Linked DNA regions of Triticum aestivum: region 2 is linked to region 1. The links are chromatin contacts, called in public Hi-C maps. All regions are on one chromosome and are shown on one strand. The core of a region is the stretch at or near the end of the contact, and the rest is flanking DNA. Distances in the headings are between cores, read along the strand shown. Region 1 holds the start of LOC123188752 (photosystem I reaction center subunit psaK, chloroplastic). Region 2 holds the start of LOC123188756 (WPP domain-associated protein).

The links. Hi-C and Micro-C count contacts between places; a contact is called where the count stands out from the background.
Region 2: a Hi-C map of leaf shows a contact between it and region 1, with 4 times the contacts expected there. The contact joins the promoter of LOC123188756 here to the promoter of LOC123188752 in region 1. A contact is called at or near these places in 3 of 5 Hi-C or Micro-C datasets (all in leaf).

The regions. Positions count from the first base shown.
Region 1 is chr2A:388,509,813-388,515,603 of IWGSC CS RefSeq v2.1, reverse strand. LOC123188752 (photosystem I reaction center subunit psaK, chloroplastic) reads left to right here and starts at 3,134. Exons shown (of 2, transcript XM_044600988.1): 1 at 3,134-3,454; 2 at 3,550-3,959. The coding sequence starts at 3,305. The coding sequence ends at 3,792. It overlaps LOC123188753 (187-kDa microtubule-associated protein AIR9), which reads left to right. Exons shown (of 37, transcript XM_044600989.1): 34 at 933-991; 35 at 1,687-1,719; 36 at 1,823-1,954; 37 at 2,071-2,547. The coding sequence ends at 2,247.
Region 2 is chr2A:389,052,952-389,058,742 of IWGSC CS RefSeq v2.1, reverse strand. It overlaps LOC123188756 (WPP domain-associated protein), which reads right to left and starts at 2,849. Exons shown (of 6, transcript XM_044600992.1): 1 at 2,593-2,849; 2 at 113-2,070; 3 at 1-35. The coding sequence starts at 2,610.

The DNA.
Region 1 (5,791 bases), core at 1,885-4,384:
CGAGTACATGATGTGCGGTTTTAGTACTACTAGCTGTGAGGAGGAGGTTAGCCTTGATGGCCAGGTGGTACCTCGGAAGGACACCTTTCGGTATTTGGGGTCAATGTTGCAGGAGGATGGGGGTATTGATGAAGATGTGAACTATCGAATCAAAGCCGGATGGATGAAGTGGCGCCAAGCTTCTGGCATTCTCTGTGACAAGAGAGTGCCACAAAAGCTAAAAGGCAAGTTCTACAGGACGGCGGTTCGACCCGCAATGTTGTATGGCGCGGAGTGTTGGCCGACTAAAATGCGACATGTTCAACAGTTAGGTGTGGCGGAGATGCGTATGTTGAGATGGATGTGTGGCCACACGAGGAAGGATCGAGTCCGGAATGATGATATACGAGATAGAGTTGGGGTAGCACCAATTGAGGAGAAGCTTGTCCAACATCGTTTGAGATGGTTTGGGCATATTCAGCGCAGGCCTCCAGAAGCTCCAGTGCATAGCGGACGGCTAAAGCGTGCGGAGAATGTCAAGAGAGGGCGGGGTCGACCGATTTTGACATGGGAGGAGTCCGTTAAGAGAGACCTGAAGGATTGGAGTATCGACAAAGAGCTAGCTATGGACAGGGGTGCGTGGAAGCTTGCTATCCATGTGCCAGAGCCATGAGTTGGTTGCGAGATCTTATGGGTTTCACCTCTAGCCTACCCCAACTTGTTTGGGACTAAAGGCTTTGTTGTTGTTGTATTTATTAAACTTATGAATGTGGCATGCCTCTATAGAATGGAACATGAACACGTGGCAGTGCATACATGTCGTATTTATGATAAATGTATTCAATTAGGGAATCATTATTTAAAATCATCTTAGGCTCTTAGCTATTCTAGTCATTGTTTTCGTACAGCCTTCACTAGTTTGTCGTATTAATTTCTGCTTTCATCTTATTCAGAACCCGAAATTTACAAGGAAGTAAAACAGAAGCTTGACGACGGTTCTGTCAAGTTTGAGGTGACAACCTTTCTTCTCTGAAATTCCCCTTTTTTTTCTCTAGTTCAGAGCTAACATGAATGGATTAATATCTGTTTGACAAACTGTTAAAATCAGTTTAGTTTCCTATTCACTGTTGTCACTGAGAGATGAGTAACAGTCGTGAACTCTTCCCACTAAATTCTGAGTCTGAGAAAAATTCCATTGCAATGATTATTTGTGCTGTCCCTGCAAAAGAAAATATGATTGTTTGTGCTCTCGGGGAGCGCATGCTCTCTTTATTTTGGAAAATTAAAAAATTGACTTGAGAAGTTTCAAACCAAACCCTCAAAATCTGATGCGTAGATATTAGAGGAGCCATGTGCCAGCAAGTTTTTTTGTGGAAATTCATTGTTTTGGGGTTGGGTGAAGGAAAAAAGTAAAAGTGAGGAGCTAGAATAGCATTTTCATGTTTTTCTTTAAGTCCCTGAGTTTGTTTTTCCCCACAACAAAGTGGAAAATTCATTGATTTGGGCAAATGAATTGTGTTTTTCACGAAACATGCAATCTGAAAACAAACTTGAGTCAATTGTATACATTCCAGTCACTACTAACTATTTTAAATATAATATTGTTACAATGTTTGCGATCTTCAAAGTAATGGTATACCTTGTGTTATCTTAGTGAAATTTATTCTTTGTCTACTGACTAGAGTGCATCAACTTTGCATTAAACAGGTTTTGTGTGACAAGGACCGAACACCAAAAAAGGTATTTCCCCAAACTTTTGATGTCCTTACGCATCGGCTCACCAGCATACTAAGATATCCAAATATACCTATCTTACCCAAAAAATTAATTAAAATACTAACAGGCACAAGTGATGGGACATTTGGAGCGGAGAATTTTGGAAGTCAACAGAAAGAGAATCAAGGTTGTAAAGCCTGGATCCAAGACATCATTTGCAACTACTGAAGCCCGAGGGACATACACCCCCCCATTCCATGTAAGCTGTTACCATGAACTGGATAGATATATACAATCTGGTATTGGTAATATGTACTCCATTTTTCTTCAGCAATATGCTATGCACTTATGCTAACATTTATTTGAGGCTTGCAGGTTGAGCTATATCGTAACGATCAGCACCGTTTCAAGATTGTCGTTGACGGTGATAACGAAGTTGACTTGATGGTTCAAACGCGGCATATGCGAGATCTTGTCATTCTGGTGATCAGGGGCCTCGCCCAAAAGTTCAACAGCACCTCCCTCAACTCACTTCTCAGGATAGAGGCATGAAAACATGATATATCTGAGAATGTACGTCAATCAGGAACGTATGTTGTTCAATACCGGTGTTGCAATTTGTTGGTTTGTAGTGTGTATTTTGTAGGATTTGTAGCGTGTCAGCTTGTTTGATCCTTTTGTTCTTCTAAAGAACCAACACACAAGAGCTAGTGGCCCTTGTGACTCTGTTTTTTTTACATGTCTCATGAAATGTATATAGGGTTTTCAGAGTGTGAGAGAGTGGTGTTGTATTCAAATACAGCTTGCGCATGCCATGCCGTCATAATATCAGGTCATATTGTTGATGATCAATCATTCCTCTTTATCGTAGTGATGTCAGGATTGGTATTCGGTGTGCTCTGAGGTACTACCGTCATGGTGTATGTGACATTACGACTTGGAAGACGCATCACACACTTTATTTTCATTGGCAAATTCGTGTGTGCCACGTAAAACCAAGTTTTTTTTGTTTTGAATTTGCAGGTTGCAAATATACTCCCTTCGGTCCTTTTTACTCCGCATATTAGAGTTGTGTCAAGTCAAATTTTGTAAACTTTGACTAAATTTATATTAAAAAATAACAACATCTACAATACCAAATATATATACCATGAAACTACATTTCATAATGAATCCAATAATATTAATTTGACATTGTGAATGTTGATACTTTTTTCTATAAATTTAGTTAAAATAGACATGCTTTGACTTTGAATAAAACTTATATACAGACTAAAAAGGATCGGAGGAAGTAGTTATTTATTTATTTAACAGTAACGAAAAGAGCTAATTATTTTACTGAACCGTTTCATGCCGGTGATGCCGTCAGCAAAAGAATAGCGACAGACGGAGAGGAGCTAGACACGGTGGTGTATCTTATCCGAACTGGCAGGCACTCCCTAACCAGGGGGCGCCACGTCGGTGGCAAGGATCCGAAACCTATCCTCGAGTGGCCGCCGCTCGCCACGCGATCCCCCGTGTGGCTCCGGCTCCACAAGATTTAAGAAAGGAGCTCGTTGAGCATTGCACCTGAGCAATCGCAGCATCCACAGCACACAAATCCGCAGCCATGGCCTCCCAGCTCTCCGCCATGACCTCCGTGCCGCAGTTCCACGGCCTCAGGAGCTACTCCTCGCCCAGGTCCATAGCCACGCTGCCGTCCTTGAGGAAGAGGTCCCAGGGCATCCGCTGCGACTACATCGGCTCCTCCACCAACATCGTAAGATCACACACATAGTACTACGTATACATGCGAATGGGTCAGGCATTGATTGTTTATTTGGTTAAAATAATTACTACTATACGCGGATGCAGATCATGGTGACGACGACGACCCTGATGCTGTTCGCCGGGCGGTTCGGGCTGGCGCCGTCGGCGAACAGGAAGGCTACGGCGGGGCTCAAGTTGGAGGCGCGCGAGTCCGGGCTGCAGACGGGCGACCCGGCCGGCTTCACGCTCGCCGACACGCTCGCATGCGGCTCCTTCGGCCACATCTTGGGCGTCGGCATCGTGCTCGGCCTCAAGAACACCGGCGTCCTCGACCAGATCATCGGCTAGAACCTTCCTTTTCCGTCCATAGCTGTTCTGCATTCGCATCGCGCGCTCCATGTAGTGGATCAATTAATGCTCCCTTCGTGATTTGATCATGTGGTGTAGTACAATGTATGTGTATGCATCTTTGTTTCAGCGGGACGTACCGCCGCGCCGGTGTGGCAACTCCTTCATCCCATGCGTTTTTCATCATCTATAGTATCTTTCACATGGTGAAGATCGTCCTGTGCTATAGAAAGAACAACATAGAGTCCAAAAACTAAATAAGTACTCCCTCTGTGAAGGAATATAAAATTGTTTAAATCACTACTTAGACCAGTTAATGATCTAAACGATCTTATATTTCTTCACAGAGAGTAACAATAAAAGTGCAAAACAACTCGTGTCGCCCCCTCTCACGGCTTGAGGAGAAACCAGCGACGCCTCCTCTTCCACCCCTCCCCTTTCTCCTCCCGCCGTCACCAGAGGTGCCGCCGCCGAAGCTCGGCTGGCTTTGAGGAGCTTCTTTGGCCGTGTGGCGTGGTAGTGGCTGCTACCCGGAGGGGTCGCTCGGTGCGGGTGTCGTCGGCTGGTGTTAGAGTTGTGCTGAATATTGTGTACAAGGTAGGTTATAGTTAGACTCTGCGTCGTATGGTGTGTAGACAGAGTATGTTGTGGTGTCATAGTAGGACTTTTGTATCTTATAGACACACGAAGTAACAACCTATGCCAACATAACAGGACATACATGCAGGGGAGCTGGTGTGTGGTATTGTAGCGGTATCATGGAGATGAGCATCCATAGTCAGGCTCAGGGATGTAGCCGATGTTCGGTGAACCTTGTTAGCAAATCTCACTGTCGTGCCTCGTGTGATTGCTTAGTCATCAGTGGATCGCCTCAAATTATTCTAACAAGTGGTATCATGAGCAAGTTTCAAGGAGGTCGCAGATTGTTGATCTAGAGGAACGGTGCCAATCTTGTATGGTTCGCTTGGAAGCAGGAGAGAAGATCATATCACGTTCAGAGGCGACAAGTTTGAGACTGTGCATGAGATGTGACAAAGGTATTGGAACGGTGAGGCAAATGGAAAGCGAAGACGCGCAACACCAGAGGCCCTCGACTTGTGTGATCTCGCCGAGATCGATCCTAACAGCAGAACCCAACACCTGTTGTAGACTGTGCATGTAGCCACGTGTGCGTACCCAACAATAGAAGATCTAGATTAAAGCTACCGCAGGCTCGAGCCAGGCATCCTTTCGACCAAGCGCTCACCCCCTTGGACGCTGCTTTGGCCCAACCCACCCCGGAGGCCCAGCTCGTCGTCCAGCACGCCGCCTGGTACTCACGATGGAGTTGTTGGGTTTCCCAGAAGAGAAAGAGTGAAGCAGTATAGTAGCAGATGGTATTTCCCCTCAATTAAGAAACAATGTTTATCAAATCAGTAGGAGGCACCACACCAGCAATGTAGACAGTACCTACACACAAACACATCAATTGCTTGCACCCAAGAAAAGTAAGGGGTCGTCACTCCCCTTGTTCTCGCCAGTTGCAAGATTAAAACTGATAGTGATAGATAAAGTAAATAAAAAGTAAGAAGAAAATAAAGAGAGCAAACAAAGCAATTGTAGGATTCTTAGTATTATGGAGAATGGACCGAGGGGCCACAGGTTCATTAGGCCTCTCTCGAAAGCATAGTAATGGTGGGTAAACAAATTACTGTCAGGCAATTGATAGAATTGAGCATAGTTATGATGATCATCCATGTCATAATCATTACATAGGCATTACGTCCGTGACAAGTAGACAGCTAATCCAAGTGCATCTACTACTATTACTCCCACACCAAGACAACTATCCAGCATGCGTCTCAAAGTATTAAGTTCATGACAAACAGAGTAACACTTTAAGCAAGATGACATAATGTAGAAAAAATAAGATAAATCAATATGACCAAACCCCGTCGTTTTATCCATAGTAGCAACAATACAATACGTGCCTTTGCCCCTCATGTCATAAGGCAAGATC
Region 2 (5,791 bases), core at 1,600-4,099, 540 kb before region 1:
CCACATGGTTGCATTGATCCCTCAGATCATCTGATCTGAATTCAGCAATACTCGTATCAATTTGTGTGAGAATCAACAATATGGATTATATTCAGAAGATAGATGCACATACCTTTTCTCATTTCCTTTGATGTCTCCTGAAATTTTATGTTCAATCTCCACAAATTCTTTTGATAAATCCATAATAGATACCATAATGAAATCTAGTTGTATTATGTGCTCATTTTTGCCTAGAAACCCATTGTATTCCAACTTTTTTGTTTCAACTTCATGTAAGGTAGTTGAGGCAATCTCTGTAGTCTGGCTCAGTTTGACGAGCTCCTTATCCTCCATACTCTGCTCACAACTCTCGTATGATCTTGCTGATACATGAGGCTCCATCTCGATATCACGAAGTATCATTTCATCACTCTCTTGCTTGGTTAGCTCTGGATTTTCATGATTATTTTCAATGAAGTGTTCCTTTTCTAGTAACAACAACTTTTCTGTTAGCTTCTGATTTTCTTCATTAGCTAAACGCAATGCCTTCTCCCTTTCTGAGAGTTTAGCTTCAAGTGAGGACACTTCTGCTTGAGAATTCCGTGAGGCATCTTCCATGCTGGTCCTACAGTCATCAACAAAATTTCTTGTCACAGTTCGGTATACTTCATCTCTAATAGTGCTTTCAACATAGAGATCCTCATAGTCTCCTTTAATGATGCCGACTTGTCTCATAATTTGTTCTTCAAGTGACAATCGAAGTGATATTTCCCTCCTGGCATCAGATATCTGGCACGATAATTCCTTAATATCATTCATCTTTTCTGCAAGCAAACCTCTAAGGTGCTGGTTTTCAAGGTACAATGAATCAATTTTATTATCCAATCTGCAATTTTCCTCAAGTGCCTCGCTAGTGCTGCAAACTGTAGGTGCCTTTATGGTACTAGCAATGATTGTGTCAACCCTTGAAATGATGTCAGGAACTTTCTTTCTTAGATGCTCAAATTCTAGATCATGCTTAAGATCTAATGACGCCTTCTCTCGTTTGAATTTGAACAGCTCTTCCGTTTTATCTTGTAAGTACAATTCATGCAACCTCTTTAATTTACTAATCTCAGATCTGAAGTAGTTTATGATTTCTTCCCCAGTTGAACCCTTGAGATGCCGAAAGTCGGATTTTTCAGAAATTACTTCTCTGGGACTTACAGATCTCTGTGTTGCAGACTTCTTGGTTTCCACACTGGAAGATGCAGAGTGTTCCTCCCCTGTTTTATTTCTTAAGAGATTGTATTTCCATCTGTTACTCCTGTTACCCAGATTTTCATGCTTACTGCGGGGACTATGTGATTCATCTTCTGAAGGTAACAGCATATCCGAAATAGACATCAACTCTTGACGGATTGCACCGCACTGAACCACAGTTTCCTTCCGGTTCTCCCTTAGATTGTTAACAATGGAACTTTGTTCAAAAAACCTCCTCTCTAGCTCATCCTCAAGAGTTCTGATACAGTCTCCAATCATAATGCCGGTGACCTCTAATTGCAAGTCATGCTCCCACTGAAGATCGTGAATTGAAGCGTTGAACAGGCTCAACATGTCCTTAATTTGCCGGAACACCAGTATCAAGAGTAGCTTAAGGTCATTGAACACCTCATCTATCTCTACTATTGGCTTTCCATGATGGCATATCACAGGGCATGAAACATCTGCATCACTGTCATGAACAAAGTTCTGGCTTCTCAAGAGCATCATATCCTCCTTGAGCCTATTAAGCTGTTGATCGACTTCCAGTTTCATCAAATCTAAGTAGTCTGTGTAGTTGATCTCTACATCTGCATCCAGAAGGTGTTGGTGTAGCCGCGACATTACAGTTGCAAACGCCTCAAAGTTGCTTCCGATATCACAGCTGCAATTGCAGGAGAACAAGGATGGCGGTGGTGGCACTGGTGAACCTTCCAAAGACGAGGGTGTGTCGAGAGAAGGCCGATTGAGCAAGGACAAACCATTGTGAGGTGTGCATCGGGATTGGCTAGTGTTGGCTGCTGGTATGGTCAGCCTAGCAAGAAATGGATCCATTCCTTGGTCAAACACCTGCAGCATTTATTTTAAAGAAAAATTACAAACAATTAGTTCTAGGATGATGTTTACGCTTTGGCAGTAGTAGAAAAATGTGCAAGCGGGGCACAGTGTTGCCTCATTGTGATGTACAATTCGCTTCTCACTTAACGGCCGGCCATTACAATGGGCAGCAAACAGCAAAAATTGTATCTACTCCAGTCCAGCCCACACCAAAAAAACCAGTTGCGGTAAAAATGCACGGAAGTCTAACAGCAGTTGGTTCTCCCTGCTCTTCTTATCCCTACCATTACCAAATACTGGTAGGAAGCCAACCAACAGCAGAGCGCACAGTTGATTCTCTCGCGCAGCTCCCTCGGCTGTCCATAGAACCATAAACAAAAACGGCTGACACGCGTTTCCAGTTACAACCAGCGGCAGCGGGTGACACTCGGTTAACAAGCAAGCTCAACCCAACCCCGAGCCGAGACGGTTGATTTACCGCCAAAATTGACAGTGCAAAAGGAAGCGGAAGCGGGAGCGCGGAGAAACACTTACGGGCTCGATCTGCGCCATGGGCAGGAGTTGCGGCTCCGGCTCCGAAAGCCGTGGCCGCCCCGAAGGGGAGGAGAGGAGCTAGGGTTGGGAGAGGTGGTTGCAGCGGGAGAAGAGGGCAAGGACAGAGAGGCGGTGGAGGAGGGAGCGGTGAAAGCGGGCTGAGGATTGGACCAGGCGGCCGATCGCTGGCTTGGCTTGGCTTGCCGCGGGGAAGACGACACACCAGACAAGTCACCACCGGGCGGGGCGGGGCGGGGCGAGGCGGACGGCGCGGGGTGGTAATAATAACCAACGGACCAGCTGCGGCACGGCCATTTTTGATCGCACGGCACGGAGAAGCTGACGTCGGGGTCCATTTCAACGCGGGGCCCATCGGACGGCGGGGTGGTTGGGAGGTGGGAGTGTGTAGCGACCGCGTAGTGTGGGACACGTGCTGTGTGGCTGGGGCCCAGCAGTCGGTGGGGGAGAGGGAGAGAGAGAGAGAGAGAGAGAGTGGGGTGCTGAGCTGGACTGATTATACACGTACAGTACGGGACAAGAGCGAGGGAGATGCGCATGAGTTTGAGGGTGGCCGTCGGATGTGCCCGGTGTGGCGAGCTGGTTCGCCGCTCCCATGGCTTTTTGCCCTTGGGCTTTTTCCTTGACTTTTGGTCTCTTGTCTTTGCTGCCAAATATTTGTCCCTTCATTTGCGGTTATATTATTCTTGGTTTTTTTAGGGTTATTTTACTCTTGGTTGATTCATCGTAGTATCTATTTTTAGTTAATGACTCAAGTAATCGCGTATCAATCGTTTTTCTTTTCGCATGACTAAAGTAAGGATGTCCTAATTATAGGCTCGAAGAATCGAATTTTAAAGCACGACATTAATAGGTCATTGATACTTTTTTCTAGACAAGTCAAAGGCTGACCCTCCTTTTTATGTGTGCTTTTTAATTTTCAAAAAAAAAGCTTTAGTCCAGCTCAATATATAAAGCAATGATTATCAACAGTTGATACTGTTGAGTATATGTGTTATGTGCATATTATATATTGGGCCCGTTTTCTAGTTTCTTATATAGTTGGGGTTCATGGTCCATCTTTATACGTCATATATACGTGTTTATGCATCAAGAGCAATACATCGTACAATTCACATATGCTACATGATATCAGTTTTTTTTAGCTTTTCTCGCTTCCGCCGCCATCTCCCGCTCACCCGATCTCCCTGCCGCCGCCAATCAATCCACGGCAGCCTCCCGCATGACGCATGACGTGCCTCCCGTGCGCCAACCGCCCCCGCGAGCCGCGCGCTACCCCTCCCGCGAATGACCTGCCTCTCGCGCGACGCGCGACTCCCGTCTCCCGCGCGCCAACCGCCCCCGTGAGCCGCCCGCCACCCGCCACCCGCGCACCCGCCTAGCCGCTCTTGCATCACCGCACCGCGAACCCGCCTAGCCGCTGCTGCATCACCGCTCCGCGAACCCGCCTAGCCGCTGCTGCCTCACCACTGTTGCATCACTCGAGCCGTCCGAACCACATCTCCGTTGCTGCTGGCGCAAAGTCACTGCCGCTCGTCCGCCAGCCGCATCACCCGAGCTGCCCACTCCGTCCCGTCCTCGCTATGTCGTCCGTCACCTCCTCCGTGTCCACCAACTCCAACCCATTCGCCGACGCCAACCCTCCCGACGTCAATGACATCCGCAGCCTCAACATCTTCGAGCGGGTGCCGGTTCGTCTCAGGCGGACTCCTCGTACTACACGTGGAAGACCTACTTTTCCCTCGTGTTTCGGGAGTATCATCTCGTTGATCACGTGGACGGCACCGTCGACTCCAGCCTCGTCCCCAAGTTACATGACTGGTCCACCATCGACACTGATACGTCTCCAACGTATCTACTTTTTCTCACGTCTTTCCTCTTGTTTTGGACTCTAATTTATATGATTTGAATGAAACTAACCCCGGACTGACGCTGTTTTCAGCAGAACTACCATGGTGTTGTTTTTGTGCAGAAATAAAAGTTCTCGGATTGGAACGAAACTTTTTGAGGATTTTTTATACCAATAATAAGAATTTCTGGAGCCAATACCCACCGGAGAGGGGCCCTTGGGTGGGCACAACCCACCAGGGCGCGCCCCCCTCTCCTGGCGCGCCCAGGTGGGTTGTACCCACCTGGTGGCCCCGCTGACAACCCCCCTGATACTATAAAATCACATTATTCAGAAAAAATAAGGAAAAAAGAATTATCGCGATCCACGAGACGGAGCCGCCGCCAAACCCTGTTCTTCCTCGGGAGGGCAGATCTGGAGTCCGTTTGGGGCTCTAGAGAGGGGGATCTTCGATCTTCGTCATCACGAACCTATCTCCATCGCCAATTCCATGATGCTCCCCACCGAGAGTGAGTAATTTCTTCGTAGGCTCGCTGGTCGGTGAGGAGTTGGATGAGATTCTTTATGTAATCGAGTTAGTTTTGTTAGGGCATGATCCCTAGTATCCACTATGTTCTTAGATTGATGTTGCTATGACTTTGCCATGCTTAATGCTTGTCACTTTGTGCCTGGGTGCCATGATTTCAGATCTGAACCATTTATGAATTCATCATTTGTAACACCCACAATGCGGCTATATCTCCCACGTGTCGGGGCACGACTTAGAGGCATAGTCGCATGGTAGGTTTGTCGCAAGAGGGGTAATCTTCACACAATCCCATGTACTGAATAGAAAGGGATAAAGAGTTGGCTTACAATCTCCACTTCACACAATACAAAAATATCATACATTATCCAGGATACAATCAAGGTCCAACTACGGAACCAAAATAAAGAAAGACAACCCCAAATGCTAGATCCCCGATCGTCCCAACTGGGCTCCACTACTGATCAACAAGAAACGAAACAAAACAACGATCAAGATCTTCATCGAGCTCCCACTTGAGCTGGGTTGCGTCATCTGCACTGGTATCGCCGGCACCTGCAACAGTTTGGAAGTATCTATGAGTCACGAGGACTCAGCAATCTCACACCCGCGAGATCAAGACTATTTAAGCTTATGGGTAGGAAAGGGTAGTGAGGTGGAGCTGCAGCAAGCACTAGGCATATATGGTGGCTAACTTACACAAATAAGAGCGAGAACAGAAGCAACGCAACGCAACGAGAAGCTAGAAGTGATCAAGAAGTTATCCTGAAACTACTTACGTTCAAGCATAACACAAGACCGTGTTC